Regions from separate parts of the Mus musculus genome. Here region 1 is linked to region 2. Evidence: chromatin contacts called from public Hi-C data. All regions are on one chromosome and are shown on one strand. The core of a region is the stretch at or near the end of the contact, and the rest is flanking DNA. Distances in the headings are between cores, read along the strand shown.

Region 1 (3,587 bases), core at 655-3,154, 3.8 Mb before region 2:
AGTCTCACCCTTCACACTAAGCACCCATAGGAATACCTTGAGTTCCAGCCAATAGATGACTGTGAGCATTCACTTCTGTATTTGCCAGAACACAGGGCCCCTAATGAAGGAGCTAGAGAAAGTACCCAAGGAGCTAAAGGGGTTGACAACCCTATAGGAGGAACAACAATATGAACTAACCAGTAAACACCGCCCCCCCCCCCCAGCTGTGTCTCTGGTTGCATATGTAGCAGAGGATGACCTAGTCGGCCATCAATGGGAGGAGAGGCCCTTGGTCTTTCTTTGGGGATTATATGCCCTAGTTCAGGGCAATGCCAGGGCCAGGAAGTGGGAGTGGGTGGGTTGGGGAGGGGGGAGGGAGGAGGGTATAGGGGACTTTGGGGGATAGCATTTGAAATGTAAATGAAGAAAATATCTAATAAAAATGCCTAAAAAAAAAAAAAAAAAAGAAAGAAAGAAAGAAAAGGAAAAAAGGACTCCAGAGTTCTAGCAATTAAAAAAAATAATGTGGGTCAGAGAGATGGCCTGGGAGTCACAAGTGCTTTCCATGCAAGTCTGTAGACCTCAGTTCAGTCCCCAGAACTCACATGGAAAAAGAGACTGGCTTCCTCCAACTTCCACATGTGCTCTGTGGCACCTGTGTATGAACTCACATGTGTGTGAACTCATACACAGACAGGGGGTGTTAGGGTTTAAATAGAGACTTAGGGCTGGAGAGATAGCTTGATGGCTAAGAGCACCTGCTACTCTTGCAGAAGACCATCATTCTGTTCCCAGCACCCACACAACTACTCAAATGGACTGTAACTTGACCTGTCTGGAGATCCTGTGCCCTTCTCTTGGTACCAGGTAACCACACACATGGCCATATATAAATGTATACACTCATACATATAAAATAAATCCTTTAAAAAGAGGGAGAATGAGACAAATCTGCAGGACAGGGTGTGGAGACATAAGCCTGAAATCCCAGCACTCCAAAGGCTGAGGCAGGAAGACAGTGAGTGCTAGGTTAGCCTGGCTTACAGAGCTTAAGGCTAGCCAGGGCATCTTAGGCCCACATTTATTGGGGCATTTTTCAACTTGGCGAGGTCTTTGTCCTTGTGTCTTAGGGCCCTCTCTGGTTACCCCTTTCGTCTTCAGACTCACCTAGTCCTTATGCTATAGCAGAGCACAGAAAGGTAGATACCAGGTCATTAACCTCCAATCCTGGCCAAGAGATCCCAAACAACACATGCTAGCTTCTGGCACTTTCTCGGAATTAGTGACCCGGCCCTGCTCTGAGTCTGGGGTCCCACCTGTCTACCTCTGAGCAAAGTTGTTCAGGCTACTTTGGGGTTTGACAGTATATGTCGTTCCAAGGGAGGTTCGGACTCAGATTCAAATGAGGCAGGAGAGGCCAAAACAGCCTTCAGAGTTACAGACTACGATTTGCATCAGGTTTTTTTCTACATAGCAGAGCTTTTCCGGACAGCTTTCCAATGCTGGGTAAACTTCCTTGCAGTCTAACTGGAAACTGAACTACTGCAGCGTTGCAAAAATGCTCAGAAATCTAACTTTCCTACACCAACATACAGGACCAGGAGAGTTGACTGCACAAACTGTTTCTTCTGCTGAACAACTTACTTCTTTACTCAAAACAAAACAGAAAACAAAAAACAAACCAACCCACGGAAAATCTGCATTTTCTCCATTGGCATAAAAGCACACACAGCGCATCTTCAGTTTCCGTCCCCCCACCCCCTGCCTTTGTCACACTAGTAACCTTTGAACACTGCGCACAGTTAAGCCGCAGCTCCGCATCCTATCCAGTTCCACCACCAGCCCCGCCAGCCGCTCAGGCATAGGACGAAAAAAGTTCCACAAGTACTCCCCGCCGACTGCTGTGCGCCTGCGCCGGCACTTGGTACGACGCGTGGGGTCAAGGGTCACCGGCAAGATGGCGGCGGTGCTGACCTTCCGCCGGCTGTTGACTCTCCCCAGGGCTGCACGGGGTTTCGGGGTTCAAGTGTCGCCGAGCGGGGAAAAGATCACGCATACCGGCCAGGTAACGGCCGCGCCCGCCATGCCTGGAACCCAAGACTGACGGTAGCAGGGAGCGCAGCAAGGTGTGCTTCTGCCAGGCTAGCGCGCGGCACTACTGGGCTCACCTTGTGCAACCCGCTGCTCCGGTTTCTAGCTGGTGGCTTTCGGTTGGGACTTGGATCTCCTCATTCTTTAGGCCATATCTTTATATTAAGTTCAATGTTTTAACAAATGATTGTTGTGTTTTGGACCCGGGACAGAGGACTGAGGTGCATATTTTACATATCAAAGGAGACCCGGCATGCAGGTTCTCCCAGCATTCCTCAGTCCCTACCTGGCGTTGCAGCCCAGGATCCTCCCTATATAATCCAGGCATTTTGGTTTCTCCCACCCTGTCTCTTTCTCCTCTCCTTGAACACACTCCCTTTCTCTCCCCCGACCCCTCCTCCTGTCCCAATGGTGACTTCTCTGGCCTCAATCCTTGGGGCCAGTGAACTCACCTGAGAGCGGCTTCCCAATAAACCTACCTTTAATATAATTTAATCTGGCTTGAATTGGTTCATTTCACCAGTGGAGAAATAGCCTATCAATAGTGTATAAAGCAACCCTAGCGTTCGTTCAATATAATAGTGAACCAAAAAATGAGAAACTATGTCTGCTGAAATGAAATCGCGCCTGTTGGAGTTGGCTACTTGTGAGGGCAGGAACTTTGTCTCCAGTCTGCACTCCAGCCTGTCATCCCCTGAGACCGTTCAGTACAAGTTCATTTTGCCTCTTAGTGGGTCTGTCTCCTCATCAATGGGTATAGGCCAAGGGGAACATCGTTCTATAGTATTTTCAATCAATATTATGTGACTTTATTTAGAATAATAGATGGCCTTTTTTTTCCAGGTGTATGATGAAAAAGACTACAGGAGGGTTCGTTTTGTAGATCGTCAGAAAGAGGTAAGTGAAAGATAGAGGAATTCGTAAAACTTAAGCAGGTTGAGCAACTCAAATGCCGGAAGTGTATTGAGCACTAATGTACCACAGTGAATCCTGCGCCTGACTTGGGTGGTAGATTGTAATGAAAAGACAGGCACAACTGAGGTATTGCATAAAAATACCTTCAAGCTCTGTATGAGGTGTAAAGAGACAAGTGGATTTCATGTTTGTACTTGGGCCCATCTTTGAGGTAGCTCGTGTTCCTTAAAGGTATTTGAGCTTTGAGGTAGCTCTTTTGTATCCTCATTGTTGGTCCTAGGCTCCTCCTGGAAGTGGTACTTAGTGTGTGCCAGCTTAACATGGAAGAAGCTAAAGAAATCCTCACATATCACAACCACCCTAGAAAACGCAGAGTCCTAAGTACAAATTGTGTTAACTTTTTTTCTCTTCCTCTCAGACTGCAGAGCATCTTGGAACAGTAGTTGAGATTTTCATAAGCATGATCTTGTTTTCAGTCTGGTACTTGCCGTAGCATTTTTTTTTTTTTTTTTTTTTTTTTATTGCTGAGATAAAACACCATGACCCAAAGCGGTTGGGGACAAAAGGGTTTCATTTTATAACTCTCAGGTCGTATTCCT
Region 2 (3,491 bases), core at 828-3,327:
TGGGGAAAGACTAGGTGGAGTCTGGCAGGTTAGCAAGGCTGTTACATTTTGATCAGTGAGAGAGTAAGCTCCAGTAACATTCTGAGGCGATAGACGATCTGATTTCTTAAAAGTAACAACTTAAATATGTATGCATATATGCGTGGACATATCAGACGCTGGGATCACCGGCTGAGTGGGTTAAAAATTAAAGGGGGCAAAGGAAGGAATATGGGGAAAACACCTGGGAGACAATTTAAAAACAGACCAAAGACGGAGGTGACCAATGAGAAGAGAGGCAAGAATTTGTCTTTGGACAGTAGCAGAGCCAAGAGGAACGAGGGACGGAGGAGGGCAAAGACTTTTGCGCTTTTGCCCAGATCCATTAAAAATTGAGTTCAAACAAGAACTGTTTTTCTTTCCCGTAGTATTTAACACAACACACTCTGGGACAGGGCTTCAGGGCTTGCGTGTACTGTTTGCAATCGTCCTGCCTTGGCCTCCCAAACGCTGGAATTACAGGCACTCGTGACCACACACAAAGCATAGGCTCTGCTCATTGGCTGTGATCTCCACATACACCGGTGGTCAGAAAACGCCAGAGATAAAACATTCATTCGCATTAACGCTACTGACTGAAGGCAGTAAGCACGCTACCTGGCCCTTACTTCCACCTTGGTACAGTGTGAGAAGGGCCAAGTACTTGGTAAGGTTTGCTCCACGGTGGTACAGACCACGAGGGAAGCAGTTCTCTTATGCTCAAAATTAGCGGAGCCCGGATGCAGAGGCCCAAGGACGGCAGAGGCAGAGCGGGCACCCGCTGGGCTGGACCCGCACACCAAACGCACAGGACACCAGAGCTGCTTCCGGCTTCACGGGCCGTGGCGCCCGCACGCGGCGCATGCCAGAGCAGGCGCGTTTGGTGGAGCGCGTTGCGAGCGACGGGCCACGCGTGGCCGGCTCTGCCCAGTCACTCCACCGTACAGAGCACGCGAGGAGAAGGCGGGAGGGCGGGGGCTCGACCCGGTGCAGTCGCAGCGGTTTCGTTTTCCCAGGCGGTCCGCGACCGCAGCACACCAGCCGGCGCGGAAACTTCCACCCGGCACGCTGGCGTGTCTGCGCACGCGCAGCGCGGCCCACACAGCCCAGCGCCGACCCGCACCCGCCCCTCCGGCCCCGCCCTGTCTGTCTGGTCTGCATGCGCCCGCGCCACTGTCTCTCCGCCGCCGCCCGGAGCGCGCAGTGCGCAAGCGCGGTAACCAAGGCGGCGCTGTCTAGTGAGGATTTGAAATCCCCGCGCGTGCGCACTGCGCCGCGGCCCGCGAGGGAGGCCGCGCCCCCGCGCCGCCGCCCCCGCGCCGCCTCCCCGCCCCTCATTGGAGCTGAGGCGGCGGCCCCCATCCCTCTCCGTTCCCGGCCGCCGCCGAGGGCGTCTTTCCGCCGCCGCGCCGCAGGAGCGCCGTGACTGACTGACGGCCCGACGCTCTGGGCCCGCCCCCTCGGCCGGTCACCGCCCCTTCGATGGCCTCTCCCTGCCGCCCGCACGCTACGCCGCCGCCGCCGCGGCCCCCTCGCCCTCCCCGCGCCGCCTGAGCCACCGGGACCGCAGCTGCGCCGCGCGCCCCACCGAGCGCCGCCCGCGCCCATCCGCGCGCACCGGAGCGCGGCCCAGGCCCGTCCGTCCGTCCGTCCGCGCGGCCGGCCCGGGGCGCGGCGGGGCGGGGCGCGGCGGGGGCGGGGCGCGGCGGGCGACGCGGGCCCCGCGGGGGCGGCGCGTGGATGGATCCGCGCGTGGCCTGGATCCAGCCGGAGCAGAAGGGGCCGGCCAATGCCCTGTGGATGCAGATCTGGGAGACCTCGCAGGGCGTGGGCCGTGGCGGCTCCGGCTTCGCGTCCTACTTCTGCCTCAACTCGCCGGCGCTGGACACGGCGGCCGCGCCCGGGGCGGCGGGGCGCGCAGCACCAGCAGCAGGAGGCCCGGGGCCGGCGCCCGCCGCCTCGTCCCCGCCGCCGGCGCCCGGCCCCGCCGCGCTGCCCCCGGCGCTGCTTACCGCGCTAGGGCCCGCGGCGGACAGCGCAAGACGCTTGCACAAGTCCCCGTCGCTGTCGTCGTCGTCGTCCTCGTCGTCGTCCAACGCCGAGTCGGGCACCGAGAGTCCCGGCTGCTCGTCGTCGTCCTCCAGCAGCACCTCGCTCGGCCGCGCCGGCAGCGGCCGCACCTTCTTCAGCTTCGCCGACGGTGCTGCCCACGCACACCCGGGCCCACGCGGCTCCACGCCCGCCGGCTCGCCGCCGCAGCACCAGTTCCACCCGGGTCGGCGGAAACGCGAGAACAAGGCCAGCACGTATGGCCTCAACTACCTGCTGTCGGGCAGCCGCGCGGCCACGCTGAGCGGAGGGGGCGGCCCCGGGGCCCAGGCGGCGCGGCCCGGCACGCCGTGGAAGAGCCGCGCGTACAGCCCGGGCATCCAGGGGTGAGTGCGCCCGAGCCGCGGGGCTGCCAGCGGCGCGGGCACTTTAAAAACTCCGTTGGATCGAGATCCACCAGGCAGGGGGGATTGACAGTTCGGGATGGAGGCCTAGGGCTAGACTAGAAAGTGGTTCCTTTCTTTCCTCTGCTCCAGGGCAGGGAAGCAAGGGCTGGCTGTCAGAGTGGGAAGCGTTTACGCGTGTTCTTTCCTGTAGGCTAAATCCTGTATCTTAGTGTAGTGAGGTTGAATGTAAAAAATTTTTGTTCCCTTTTTTTGAGACAGTAGGTTTTTGGTATTGGTGCAGTTTAGCCATCAAGTGAGGTTTAGAAGTGGAGTCTTGTGTGTGTTGAGGTTACCTCGTACGTTTTAATTTTGGGCAGACGTTCACAGAAAGACCGTCACCTGGGGTTTCTGAAAACCACCTAATAGTACTCAGGTTTTTTTCCTGTGAACTCACAGGAAGGTGTTTTCATTTAAAAATTTTTCCATAAGGCTCAGAGGACCTTAGCGGTTTAATGTCCCCAATGACAGCAAGGTGGGGGTGTTGGTCTGGAATTGCCCCAGGTGAGACTTTTCTAGTATGAAGCTCTTCATTCAACCTATTGGTTGAATTTCTGAACATCTAGAAACAAAATAGTGGTTGTGTAGTCTCAAGACTGGTGAGCTTGATTTGCCTCAGTTCCTGCCGCTCTTAAAGGGCGTCTAACCTCCCCCCCTCCCCCTCACTCCAGGGAGCGACATCCCCAGTTCAAGTCCACCCGGGTGGTTGCTAGGCCCTGGGACTCCTTTGAGGTAACTTCTTAGGGGGCTGTTTGCGGTTTGAGGTCTGTGGGGAACACGGATACTCTTTAAGGGGTTGGGGGTGTTACATAGAAACAGTTGTCCCCTCTGCAACTTGTTTCACCTGCCTTGGATCTTTGGGTCGGGATTCTCCAGCATGCACTACAAATCCAGGAGGAGCCTGGTTTCTTCTGCCAGTTCCCCCGCAGTGCTTGCTTGTAGAACTTTGTGAGACAGGTGTGGCCGTGGACCTACGGGAGG

Evidence for each region. A called contact is a pair of places that touch in the nucleus more often than the background predicts.
Region 1: a Hi-C map of CD8 T cells shows a contact between it and region 2, with 7 times the contacts expected there. The contact joins the promoter of Ndufs6 here to the promoter of Tent4a in region 2. A contact is called at or near these places in 1 of 39 promoter capture datasets (pre-B cells) and 2 of 484 Hi-C or Micro-C datasets (CD4 T cells and CD8 T cells).

Annotation. Positions count from the first base shown.
Region 1 is chr13:73,326,799-73,330,385 of GRCm38.p6, reverse strand. Ndufs6 (NADH:ubiquinone oxidoreductase core subunit S6) reads left to right here and starts at 1,904. Exons shown (of 4, transcript NM_010888.2): 1 at 1,904-2,047; 2 at 2,917-2,970. The coding sequence starts at 1,940. It also overlaps a transcript of Mrpl36 not described here.
Region 2 is chr13:69,532,450-69,535,940 of GRCm38.p6, reverse strand. Tent4a (terminal nucleotidyltransferase 4A) reads left to right here and starts at 2,077. Exons shown (of 13, transcript NM_198600.2): 1 at 2,077-2,453. A930018O16Rik reads right to left here and starts at 1,626. Exons shown (of 1, transcript XM_011244606.3): 1 at 490-1,626. The coding sequence starts at 1,626. The coding sequence ends at 745.